Regions from separate parts of the Mus musculus genome. Here region 1 is linked to region 2. Evidence: chromatin contacts called from public Micro-C data. All regions are on one chromosome and are shown on one strand. The core of a region is the stretch at or near the end of the contact, and the rest is flanking DNA. Distances in the headings are between cores, read along the strand shown.

The links. A called contact is a pair of places that touch in the nucleus more often than the background predicts.
Region 1: a Micro-C map of embryonic stem cells shows a contact between it and region 2, with 38 times the contacts expected there. The contact joins two enhancer-like sites. A contact is called at or near these places in 5 of 484 Hi-C or Micro-C datasets (the G1E-ER4 cell line and embryonic stem cells).

What each region holds. Positions count from the first base shown.
Region 1 is chr4:132,552,858-132,558,727 of GRCm38.p6, forward strand. Dnajc8 (DnaJ heat shock protein family (Hsp40) member C8) reads left to right here. Exons shown (of 9, transcript NM_172400.3): 9 at 160-885. The coding sequence ends at 282. Among named protein-coding and RNA genes, the nearest start is that of Ptafr, 8.3 kb to the right of the region's middle. Within about 2 kb of position 1,869, at least 67 of the 459 cell types and tissues checked have an H3K27ac peak or open chromatin away from gene starts, as enhancers often do. A contact at or near this core is called in embryonic stem cells, where this site is marked.
Region 2 is chr4:129,398,784-129,404,903 of GRCm38.p6, forward strand. It overlaps C330020E22Rik (RIKEN cDNA C330020E22 gene), which reads left to right. Exons shown (of 3, transcript NR_151530.1): 3 at 1-303. Among named protein-coding and RNA genes, the nearest start is that of C330020E22Rik, 19 kb to the left of the region's middle. Within about 2 kb of position 2,513, at least 8 of the 459 cell types and tissues checked have an H3K27ac peak or open chromatin away from gene starts, as enhancers often do. A contact at or near this core is called in embryonic stem cells, where this site is marked.

The DNA of each region.
Region 1 (5,870 bases), core at 619-3,118, 3.2 Mb after region 2:
AGGGAGAAGGCTCGGCTCGGCTCTCTCTGCTCTTGGACTGTCCCAGAGGGCTCATCAGGATTGGTATGGGAGGACGTTGGTGGCAGGACAGGCTCGGTCCCTTTGCTCATTAATGACCTTACCTTGATCCTTAATGACTCTTAATGACCTTTCTTTCAGGAAAGTCGGGATGGTCGAGTGGACAGTTGGCGAAATTTCCAGGCAAATACAAAGGGGAAGAAGGAGAAGAAGAATCGGACCTTCCTGCGGCCACCGAAAGTCAAGATGGAGCAGCGGGAGTGAGCAGCAGGACCAGAGCCTCCCCGCTGCTCCTCCTGCTTCACGGACTCATTCTCTCTCCACCTCCACCCCACCAGAGAGTAGCGATTGCTTTTTAGTCTATTTTGTTGTCAATACAATTTAATATCAATCAGAGTAATCCTTTGTACATTGAGAGGAGGGGCTTGGTTTCACCATCCCCGTCCTTTCCCCACGGATCCACCAGGATTGAAGGAGCTTCGGACCCATGCCGCCTTCTTTTCCCACGCCTCTAACTTAATGTTTTATATTTGAATTGTGTGGCTCAAGGGTCATGTATAGTTTGTGGAATTTTTCCAATTAAATGTCTTGCTTACAGTGGTGTTGCCCCGACTCCAGATCAGCCTGGGCCACCTTGGGAAGCCATCCTTGAGGCCCTTGCTCCAATAGGAGAGGTATTGTGGATTCACACGGCAGTCACTTGTTGCCCTCATGCCCTGTGGTGTTTGGCACGAGGCTCCCAGCCACTTAAACCTGTTCACTTTCCAAAGAATTCATCTTCCAGCCAGTCCCGTTGTGTCCTTGCTTGTCTGCATTTATTAGTGGTAATATTCTTTTACGTATAATAAATTTTTATACCCAAGCCTTTGATGGTCTCCTCCTCGGGTGTGACTCCAAGGACAGGCAAGTGTCTTGCAGCTGGACGCACATAGCTCCCTACACTAATTTGTTAAACCTTAGCTTGTCTACCTACAAAATGGGAACACAGGGCCGGGGACATACTCTGATGGAATGCTTGCTAGCATGTGTGAAGTTCTAGGTTCAGTACTCACAAAGCAAAGTACAGGAATATCAAGTATGGCAGAGGCCGAAGGCTGTGTAGGAGCCCCCGGGTTCCATCCTAACAGCATTATCAACAATTTGGAAACATTGATTTCACTGTAGGAAATCACCACAGATCTAATGCGGCCACCAACGCCATGGGTGTTGTCAATGTCTTATCTGTTAAGTAAGAGGCTGCACACTGAGGGTGAAATGTGATGTGTATCCGGCTTACTGGGTATGCTCAGCCTGTTGGAGGGGCCTGGTGGGTGTAGAACAGTGACTCGTGAGTGACTGAGGGCATTCTGTGTTGCCTGTAGATGTGTTCAGGTGGGATGGCTACAGAAGGCAGGGTGCACACACCTTCAGTTTGTTCCTTGTGGGTGGAGGCTGGAGCTTGAGTTCACCACTCTTCCAGGTACAGCTGGGGCGTGTCCAAACCACTTGAGCTACAGTAACTCCTAACCCCAAAGCAAGGCAGAGGGCGGGAAGTTTCTGGTCACTGCAGAACTATGTGTTTTGAGCTGATGAAGTATCCTGGGCAGGGAGCGGTTCCCGGAGCTTTCCAGGCTGGCAAAGTGGCTCCTCCTACAGGATAAAGGCATTTACAGGACTTGAGGTGATTCCGTTCAGCCACCTGCAAGCCCCTGTTGCTTCTCAGAAGGCTGTGCCAGCAATAAGCCACAGCAATTAGCTTACTCCATCCACAAACAGGCTGATTGGAAGTCAGATAGTTGGGGACCTCCACTGTATGCCTCACAGCTGAGGTGCAGAGGCTGAGGAGGACTCGTGAACCCGCTATTCTGGACGCCCTTGTTTCTGTCCTTGGCAGCCAGCAAGTGCTTCCTGGAGAGTGTGGTGTTCAGTAAGGGTTGTACAGATCCAGTTGCATGATAAAATACAGTGCTTGTTCCCCTACGTCTGGTAGTCACAGTCTCCGAGACACCAGGGAGTGGCTGCCCTGCTGCTGTTTATTCCAGGAGGGTATGTCTTCTCAGTTGCAGGAAGCTTGTGTGTTGACACCACACCTTACAACTGCTAAGTGAAAGGTCCAGGAAGCCGGTTCCCCGGATGTGCTTGTCCTGCGAATGTGTCTGAGGACATCTCTAGTGAACAGAGGCAGCAATGGAGAACAAACAGTAAGCCTTGCTCCTGTGGGCTGGGCACCTCCAGTTCTCAATGGGAGGAGGAGTCAGGAGCAGTGAACAGTGGCTGGCCTAGCTGGGGAGGACGTGAGGGGAAGACACTAAGTCAGGAGAAGTCCCCCCAGATGGTTGGTGGTGAGGTCATACCCAGGAATACTCTGCTTTGCCTGGAGCATGGGCACAGGGAGCTAGAATCAGGAGTTCCTTGTCACCTTCAGCTATGTGGGTACCAGTGAGGACATCGTATTTTCTAGAAGGAATAGTCCCATTTCCTTCTGGCCACATTTTGGCCATGGACTGGCCTGGAAGAACAGCAGTGAACCTCACCCAGTGCATAACATTGCTTAGAACAGCTTTCTCTGTGGTGATCCAGCTAGAGAGGGTGACTTGGGCACTGAGTTGAGGTCTCACAGCCAAGTCTGACCTCTACCTAGGGCAGCCCCTTGTCCCCCAGGGTGGGAAAGGGGAGTTCCGAGCAACAGTGAGGGAGTCTTCCCTCACTGGAAGGTTGCTAAAAGAGCTACTCCACTCCTTTTCCTATGGTCCCATGAGTCAAAGCCACCACCCCACACATTCCATGGCACAGCCAACAGCTAATGAGGGCTCCCTGGGTCCAGGTAAAGTGGAGGGAGCCAGTGGGGTAGGTAGGGTGAGAAGTTTGGCATTTGAGTCAGTAATGACATCATCCTGAAGCCTCAACTTCCTCTTGTGAAGTAGCCATTGTGCTTTTTTTTTTTTTCCTTTTCGAGACAGGGTTTCTCTGTGTAGCCCTGACTGTCCTGGAACTCACTTTGTAGACCAGACTGGCCTCGAACTCAGAAATCCGCCTGCCTCTGCCTCCTGAATGCTGGGATTAAAGGCATGCGCCACCACGCCTGGCGTCGCCCTTGTACCTTTAAAGGCAACTTGCAACTGGTGTAGGCAACGGGTCACCGCTTTGGTAGTCTAGTTGGTATCCTGGTGAGGAGGTGGGAGGAGAGGGACAGTGTAGAAACTGGAGCTCCAGCCAAGCCCTAAATCCTTGTCTTTGGCTTCCATCATCAGACAAAAAACTCCTCAGAGGTTGCCTACCTCCCTCTCAGCTGAGATAGCTTCCGAAGGCAGAATTATCTCCCAACAGACTGGGCATCCCCAGAGGCAAGGTTATCAGTCTCCCTTACTTGGAGTGCCTTTGGACATCTGTGGTCCTCAGTGCATCCCCTCAGACAGGTGTCTATCAGCTTTGAGTCTTTTCTGTCAGTCTTAACTGGATTTGGGACGGTCTTGTTGAAGTTTGGGCTCCTAGGGACAATGCTGGGATCTTCCTTCTCCCCCTCAGACAAGGAGCCTAATTCTTGAATTTTCTGCTTCCCCCACGCCCAGCCCTTCCTCCCAGAGGGGCTTGGCTTCAGATGGGCCCCTTGTTGGCTGAAATGGGTAGAGTCCTGGTTGGGTGTGAGTATTTTGGGGGACCTTGGGGTTGGGGCTCCGCCCAGGAACTTCCTGGCCTCAGGTGCCCTACAGTTCAACAGAGGCCGCAAGCAAGTTTCCTCTAGTTATTCATTCTAATGTCAGCATGGATCAAACAGGGACGGGAGGGCAGAAGGAGGTGAATCACACACTTTGGTCTGGGCCTGACTCCTGCCTACTCCTCCCTCACTCTGTTCCCTGCTTCCCGAACTCCATGCGAGCAACCACCAAGGAAACACACCCTCAAAGAAGCAAGCTCTCAGCGGCTTCCGTCCCCTGCAGCTCCATCACCTCTTGGACCAGGGATTCAGGTGTAACTGTTTGTCTGACTGACCTAAAGAACCACTCAGGCTTTGCCTGGGTCTTCAGAGCTACGTCTAACTTAAACACACACACACACACACACACACACAAATACACACACACACAAATAAACACACACACACAGACACACACCACATCCCCACAGTCCTCAGATCTTTACACATGAACAGACACAACTTTAACACACATCATACAGCATGCAGCGTGGATGGGGGCCCACCCACCTGTAGTCTCAGGAGCAAGAAGGGTCAGGAGGTCCAGGTAATCCTCAGCTGGATAGCAGTGAAGAGGCTGCTGAGCTCCATGAGGCCCTATTTAAAAGACAAACAAACAAAAAACGGGCTGGAGAGATGGCTCAGTGGTTAAGAGCACCGTTCTTCCGAAGGTCCTGAGTTCAAATCCCAGCAACCACATGGTGGCTCACAACCATCCGTAATGAGATCTGACGTCCTCTTCTGGTGCATCTGAAGACAGCTACAGTGTACTTAGATATAATAATAAATAAATGTTTAAAAAAAAAAGGGTTGGTGAGATGGCTCAGTGGGTAAGAGCACCCAACAGCTCTTCCGAAGGTCCGGAGTTCAAATCCCAGCAACCACAAGGTGGCTCACAACCATCTGTAATGAGATCTGACTCCCTCTTCTGGAGTGTCTGAAGACAGCAACAGTGTACTTACATATAGTAAATAAATAAATAAATAAATAAATAAAATAAATCTTTTTAAAAATGTTAAAACAAAAAACAACCCTCCAAAACAAAACCAGGAGTCAGTGGTTAGGAGTATATTCTGGTTTTGAAGAGGACCCGAGGGGCGTGGGGTGAGGACCCGAGTTCAGTTTCTAGCACCCATGTCATGTGTTTTCAGCTCCAGTTCCTGGGGATCTGACGCCCTATTCTAGCTTTTGAAGGTTTATGCACTCAAGTGCATAGACGCACAGACTCACAGAGACACACTTATACACCTAATTTAAAAAACAAAACAAAACAAAACAAAACAAGGGGCTGGAGAGATGGCTCAGCCCTTAAGAGCACTGACTGCTCTTCCAGAGGTCCTGAGTACAATTCCCAGCAACCATACGGTGGCTCACAACCATCTGTAATGGGATCTGACGCCCTCTTCTGGTGTGTCTGAAGACAGCTACAGTGTACTCATATAAAATAAAATAAATAAATCTTTGAAAAACAAACCAAAACAAAACAAAATCTTGGACTGGAGAGATGGCTCAGCCCTTAAGAACATGTGCTGTTTTTGCAGAGGACCTGAGTTCAGTTTCCATCAGGTGGCTCACAACCACTTGTAACTCCAACTCCAGAAGATCAGACACCCCTGTACCCTACGCAGAACATGTACACAAAGCATATGATTTAAAATAAATGAATTTTAAAAATCTTTTTTAAAGACCCCACACTATCCCCACTACATATCCACACACACAGCAGACCCTTGTCATCCACAGATAGGACCTATGACCACTCACTACACGTAACGCTATATAACACACAGACTGTCACTAGCTGATACAACATTTCTGTGCATCTTTTGATGGATGAAACACACATCTTTAGACATATAGTGTGCATGATTGCACTGGCAGGCATCCCCTTGCCACACAGAAGAGCTTCTAGTTACTGCAAATGAGCCTGCTGCACGAGGTCACACAAATACACACACACACACACACACACACACACACACACACACACAGACAGAGAAAAACACCTGCCCATGCCACAGTCCCTTTGCTTAGTAGGTCCTTAGAACACTTGGATGCCACCTCAGCTCAAGCCTGGGCTGGGCCTGCTTCTGAGCTGACTGATTTCTTTTGACTCCGTCTGCTCTGTGCTAATACTTTCTCATCTGGATGCCGTGACTTTGGACTAAGATTTAATACG
Region 2 (6,120 bases), core at 1,263-3,762:
GCATATGTGTGTGCATGTATACATGTATTTGTGATGGTTTGTACTTGCTTGGCCCAGGAAGTGGCACTATTAAGAGGTGTGGCCTTATTGGAGTGGGTGTGTCACAGTGAAAATGGGCTTAATACCCTCACCCTAGCTGCCTAGAAGTCAGTCTTCCACTAGCAGCCTTCAGATGAATATGTAGAACTCTCAGCTTCTCCTGCACCATGCCTGCCTGGATGCTGCCATGTTCCTGCCTTGATGGTAGTGAACTAAACCTCTGAATGTGTAAGCCAGCCCCAATTAAATGTTGTCTTTATGAGAGTTGCCTTGGTCATGGTGTCTGTTCACAGCAATGAAAACCTAACTAAGACAGTATGTATGTGTGCATAAGTGTATGTGTGTGAGTACATACATATGTATATGCATCTTTGTGCATGTGTGCATGTGCACGTGTGTGTGTTTGTAAGCTAAAGGTGTGTGTGTGTGTATGTGTGTGTGTAAGCTAGAGGTCTGTCTCAGATGCCCTTTGTCAGGAGTCATCCACTTTGATCTTTTTAAAAGATTACTTATTTTATGGGTCTGAGTTTTTTCCTGCTGGTGTGCATGTGTGCCATGTGAGTGGCTGGAGCTCAGGGAGAGCAAATGGAATGAGATCCCCTGAACCTGAAGCTGGAGATGATTGTGAGCCACTATGTAGGTGCTGGGCACCAAACCTCTGTCCTCTGGCAGAGCAATCAGTGTTCTTAACAGCTGAGCTTTCTCTCCAGCCCCCACTTTAATGTTTGCTTTTTGAGACGAAGTCTCACTCTGGAGACTAAGATGGCCTCCAACTCACAGAGATCTACCCACCTCTGCCGCCTGAGTGCTGGGGCTAAGGTTTGTGCCACCATGCCCAGCATCTAAGTCTGACCTTTGAAAAACAGTTTCTTGCTGGCCTGGGATGGAACCCAGGTCATCAGGCAAATACCTTTAGCTGCTGCACCATCCTGACAATCTCATTTAATAATAAAATTTTAGAGCCAGGGAATGGTGGCCCAGGCTTTAATCCTAGCACTCAGGAGGCAGAGGCAGGAGGAAGTCTGAGTTCAAGGTCAGCATGGTCTACAGAGTGAGTTCCAGGACAACCAGAGCTACAGAGAACCCCTGTCTTGAAAAACAAAACAACAACATCAACAAAAATGTTCACATTGCTTTCTTATAGGACCCAGGCCTACCAGTTCGTGATAGCCCCACCCACAATAGGCTGGGCCCTCCTTCTTATGTCACTTGGGAAAAATGTCCCACACCTTATAAGGGTCCCTACAATCTTACGGAGGCATTTTCTCAACTGAGGCTCCCTCCTCTCTGATGATTCTAGATTGTGTCAGGTCGACATAAAAGCAGTCAGCATTCCCAGGACCCACGTAGTGGAAGAAAAGGACTGTTTTCCACAGTGTGTGCTCTGACTTTTTCAAGTTTGCTGTGGTGTGAGCACTGTTCCCCAAGCACAAACAAATAAGTAAATAAATCAAGAAAGAAAAGTCAGGAGTGGTGGCACTAGCTTTAATTCCAGGATGGGAGAGGCAGAAACAGGCAAAGCTCTGTGAATTCAAGACCAGCCTGCTTTAGAAAGTGAATTCTAGGCTAGCCAGGGCTACATAGTGAGAACTTTATTTTTCCCCCCGTTTTCTTTGAGACAGGGTTTCCCTGTGTAGTCCTGGCTGTCCTGGAACTCACTCTGTAGACCAGGCTGGCCTTGAACTCAGAAATCCGCCTGCCTCTGCCTCCCAAGTGCTGGGATTAAAGGCATGCGCCACCACTGCCCGGTGAGAACTTTTTTTAAAGCATTAGTTTAACCTTTGGTCTGGAGCACCGTTCCACGTTGAGAGGCTGTGGACATTACAGCCTAACATTCTCTTATTGTAGAGCCAATAACTGTCTACTATAAGTCACCATCACAGAGTAACGGTAGCCCAGACACTATGCAGAAAACTTTATTAATCGGCCGCTGACAAGACTTTGCCGAAAGCTTGGCTGGTAGGGTCGAGGAAATGTGCTAAGCTTTTGTTTCTCTAGACTTTACAAGCTCCATCCCTGGGTCAGGTTTGATTGGGTTCGTTCAGGCAGCATGCTTAGCTGATTTAGTGTTGAGTGCAAGTACTCAGATTGTGCTGTGTTCTGTGTTAGCGCCCTTGATAAGCAATATAAAACTACCGTGGCAGCGCTCGCCTGCTGTGCCCCAGCATCCCTCATACAGCCAACTATTGAGCAAACCCCATTTAGGATCAAGCGGCAGTGTTTTGGGTATGGTCCCCTTACCTGTAAATCCCCTGTACTCAGGAGGCTACGGCAGAGGGATAGATCGCTTGAACAAAGAGTTTGAGAACGGCCTGAGCAATCAAGTTGAAAAAGTATAACCTAAAAGCAAAATTCTAGGCCTTTAGGCCCAGGCTTGAGAATGTGACCTCTGTGACTCAATGCTCCAAGGTATGCTAATCATAAAACATAGTGACATTCCTCCACCCACTTGCTTCCTGGGTGCAAGGAGTGTTCATTCAAAGAAAGTCACCCGGACCCACCCTGACCATTGCTGGAACTCGCTATGCAAATGTGCTATTGTTAGGGGCTCTTAGTCTTGTTTTTTGGGCTTGTTTGTTTGTTTTGTTTTTCAAGACAGGGTTTCTCTGTGTAGCCCTGGCTGTCCTGGAACTCATTTTGTAGACCAGGCTGGCCTCGAACTCAGAAATCTGCCTGCCTCTGCCTCCCGAGTGCTGGGATTAAAGGTGTGCTCCACCACGCCCAGCTTCTCCCAAAATACTTTAATGATCCCAAAACCTGCTTTCTTAGCCAGGCGGTGTTGGCACAGGCCTGTAGTCCAAGCACTCCTGAGACAGAGGCAAGCGGATCTCTGGGATTTCCCGAGGCCAGAGGTTGACTTCCGGTGTCTTGTTCAGTTGCTTTCTACCTTTTAAAAAAGTTAATTTTATTTATTTATATGTATGACTGTTTTCTCTGTGTATTGATGCCTTTGGACACCAAAAGAGGGTGTTGGATCCCCTGGGACTGTAGTTACAGATGGTTGTGAGCCACCACGTGGGTGCTGGGAATTCAACGCAGGTCCTCTAGAAGAGCAGCAGTGCAGTGAGTTCTCTCTCTCTCCTACCCACCACACACACACACACACACACACACACACACACACACACCTTATTTTTTGAATAGTAGCTTTTACTGAACTTGGAGCTCCGTTAATAGCCAGTGAGCTCCAGAGAGCCATCCATTCCCACCCCAGCCCCAGGATTACAGATAATCTCAGAATTCACCTTCTAAGTGAGTCCTGGGGAGTCAAACTCAGTCCTCATGATGGTATGGAGTCATGTCTCCATCCCTGACCCCCACCCCCACCCCTGAGGTACATGCAGTCTTACTACCATGGCTAGCCTGCCAACAAACTAAAGGCCGGTGGTGGCCTTAAGCCTTCCACCTCCTCACCCTGACCGGTCCCTACCCCCTGGCCCACAGATGGGGTTTCTCTGAGTGGCCCTGGAAATTGCTCAGTAGACCAGTGTGTGTGTATGCATGTGTGTGTGTGCGCGCATGTGCACACATAAGTGTGCGTTTGTGTGCATGGAGGGGCATGTGTGTGTGTGGGCGTGTGTGCATGTGTGCATATGTGTATGTGTACATACATACATGCAATGAGAACTCTGTAAACAGTAGGCAAACACGGCACCACAATTTCCTGTTTCCTTTAAATGACTAATGAAAAGGTGTATTTTCCACTGGTTGGTAATAATTTCAGGGGATACCTAAAGTCAGGCACATCTGGAAACCTTTATTTTTTCCTCTTCCCTTCCCCTTTTGAATCATTTGGAAGAAATTCATTAATAAGTGGCCTCTGATGAGCACTTCATAGCATTTCTGGCTGTTGTTGCTTCCTTTGAGAGGAGGTCTTGGAACTTTCTGCGTAGTCCAGATTGGCTCCAAACTCCAAGCAATTTTCCTGCCTTAGCCTCCTGAGGGCAAAGCATGTAGGTGTTCAATCTTCGTATCCCATGACATTTTCAGACATGGATTGAGCAGTCAGTTTAAAGCTGTGACCGGCTGGGAAGATAGCTCAGACTGGAAAGTACTTGCAGTGAAAGCTTCAGGGGCTGAACTGGATCCCAGACTCCAGCCTGGTGTCAAAGGAGTCCTGGGGCTTCCTGGGCATAGCCTAGTCTACTTGGTGAGCTGCAGGCCCCAGGAGACTCTGTCTCAAGAGACAAAGGTAAAGCCGGGAGCTGGTGGTTCTCTCCTTTAAACCTAGAGGCAGGTGGATCTCTGTGAGTCTGAGGCCAGCTTGATCTACAGAGCAAGTTACAGAATAGCCAGGACTACATGGAGAAACCCTATCTTATTTTCTTTAATAGTATTTCTTTTTTTTTAAGATTTATTTATTTATTATATGTAAGTACATATATGTAGCTGTCTTCAGACACTCCAGAAGAGGGAGTCAGATCTCGTTACGGATGGTTGTGAGCCACCATGTGGTTGCTGGGATTTGAACTCCGGACCTTCAGAAGAGCAGTCTCGCCGGGCGTGGTGGCGCATGCCTTTAATCCTAGCACTTGGGAGGCAGAGGCAGACGGATTTCTGAGTTTGAGGCCAGCCTGGTCTACAGAGTGAGTTCCAGGACAGCCAGGGCTACACAGAGAAACCCTGTCTCAAAAAAACAAACAAACAAACAAACAAAACAGAAGAGCAGTCTCTTACCCACTGAGCCATCTCACCAGCCCGAGAAACCCTATCTTGAAAAAAACAAAACAACAACCAAAAAAAAAAAAGGTAGTGTCAATGAGCTCAAATGATGATGATGATGATGACGGTGATGAAGGTGATGACGGTGATGATAATGATGTGAAGTTGGGAGGGAGACATGAAGAGCGAGATCTGGAAGACAAATCAGATATATATATGAAATGCTTGAAGAATAAATAATGTATTTTAAGACAAAACAATGAAGGTGGATCGCTTCTGGGGAATGGTATCTGAAGTTAACTTCTCTGCCTGCCACACAAGACCATCAACACACAAACACACACACACACACACACCACACACACACACACACACACACACACACACGATGACAATGTAATATTGCAAAGCTAGCAAACTTTTTTCTGTAAAAGATAAATAGAATTTTGGACTTCTCAAGGCAATTTAGCCTCCTTGATAATAGATAAGCAAACGCAGGAGTGCTGACCACTTACGGAGACTTAACGTCGGAATTTGATGTCGTTTTTCACACGTCTGAAAGTATTACTGCTCTTTCGATTTGTTTCAGCCGTTTAAAGTTTAAAAACCAATTTGAGGTTACAAGAACACAATATGGGGCAGAGAGCCAACTCTGGCCTGTGGGTTGTAATTTGCCTACCTCTGCAAATTCTAATGAAAAAGACCAGGCTGCAAAATTGCATTGACTGGGTGATTTCAAGTGACTAAAATGAAGAATCTTATACAGAGAGAAAAAAGCTGAGGGGCTAGTGCAACTGCCACGAAGTCCAGCGACCTGAGGTTCATCTCTGGGACCTGTATGCCAGAAGGGGAGCCCTGAGTCCTGTAAGTGGCTCTCTGGTGTCCACTTCATAGGTGTGGGCTGGCACATAATCACCCACAACACCCAGTAATAAATACATCAATTACTTAAAAGGCTGAATATACTCTAGGAAAGCTTGGGTTGTTTTTATTTATTTATTTTTAAGATTTATTTACTTATTTTATGTATGTAAATACATTATAGCTGTTTTCAGACACACCAGAAGAGGGGATCAGATCCCATTACGGATGGTTGTGAGCCACCAAGTGGTGGCTGGGATTTGAACTCAGGACCTCTGGAAGAGCAGTCAGTGCTCTTAACCGCTGAGCCATCTCTCCAGCCCTTTTTTATGTTTTTGTTGTTGTTGTTTTGTTTTGTTCTGTCAGATGGATTCCTGCTTGGGAGCCCTGGCTATCCTGGAGTCTGTATCCCGCTGCTTCACCCTTCTGCATGCCAGGATTACAGGACTGTGCCATTGTGGCTGCTGTGGCTGAGATGGTTGGTGACTTTCCTTTCTTTACTTTTGGTGGTTTGAAAGTTTACCAATGGGAAGGGGCTGAAGAAATGGCTCAGTGGTT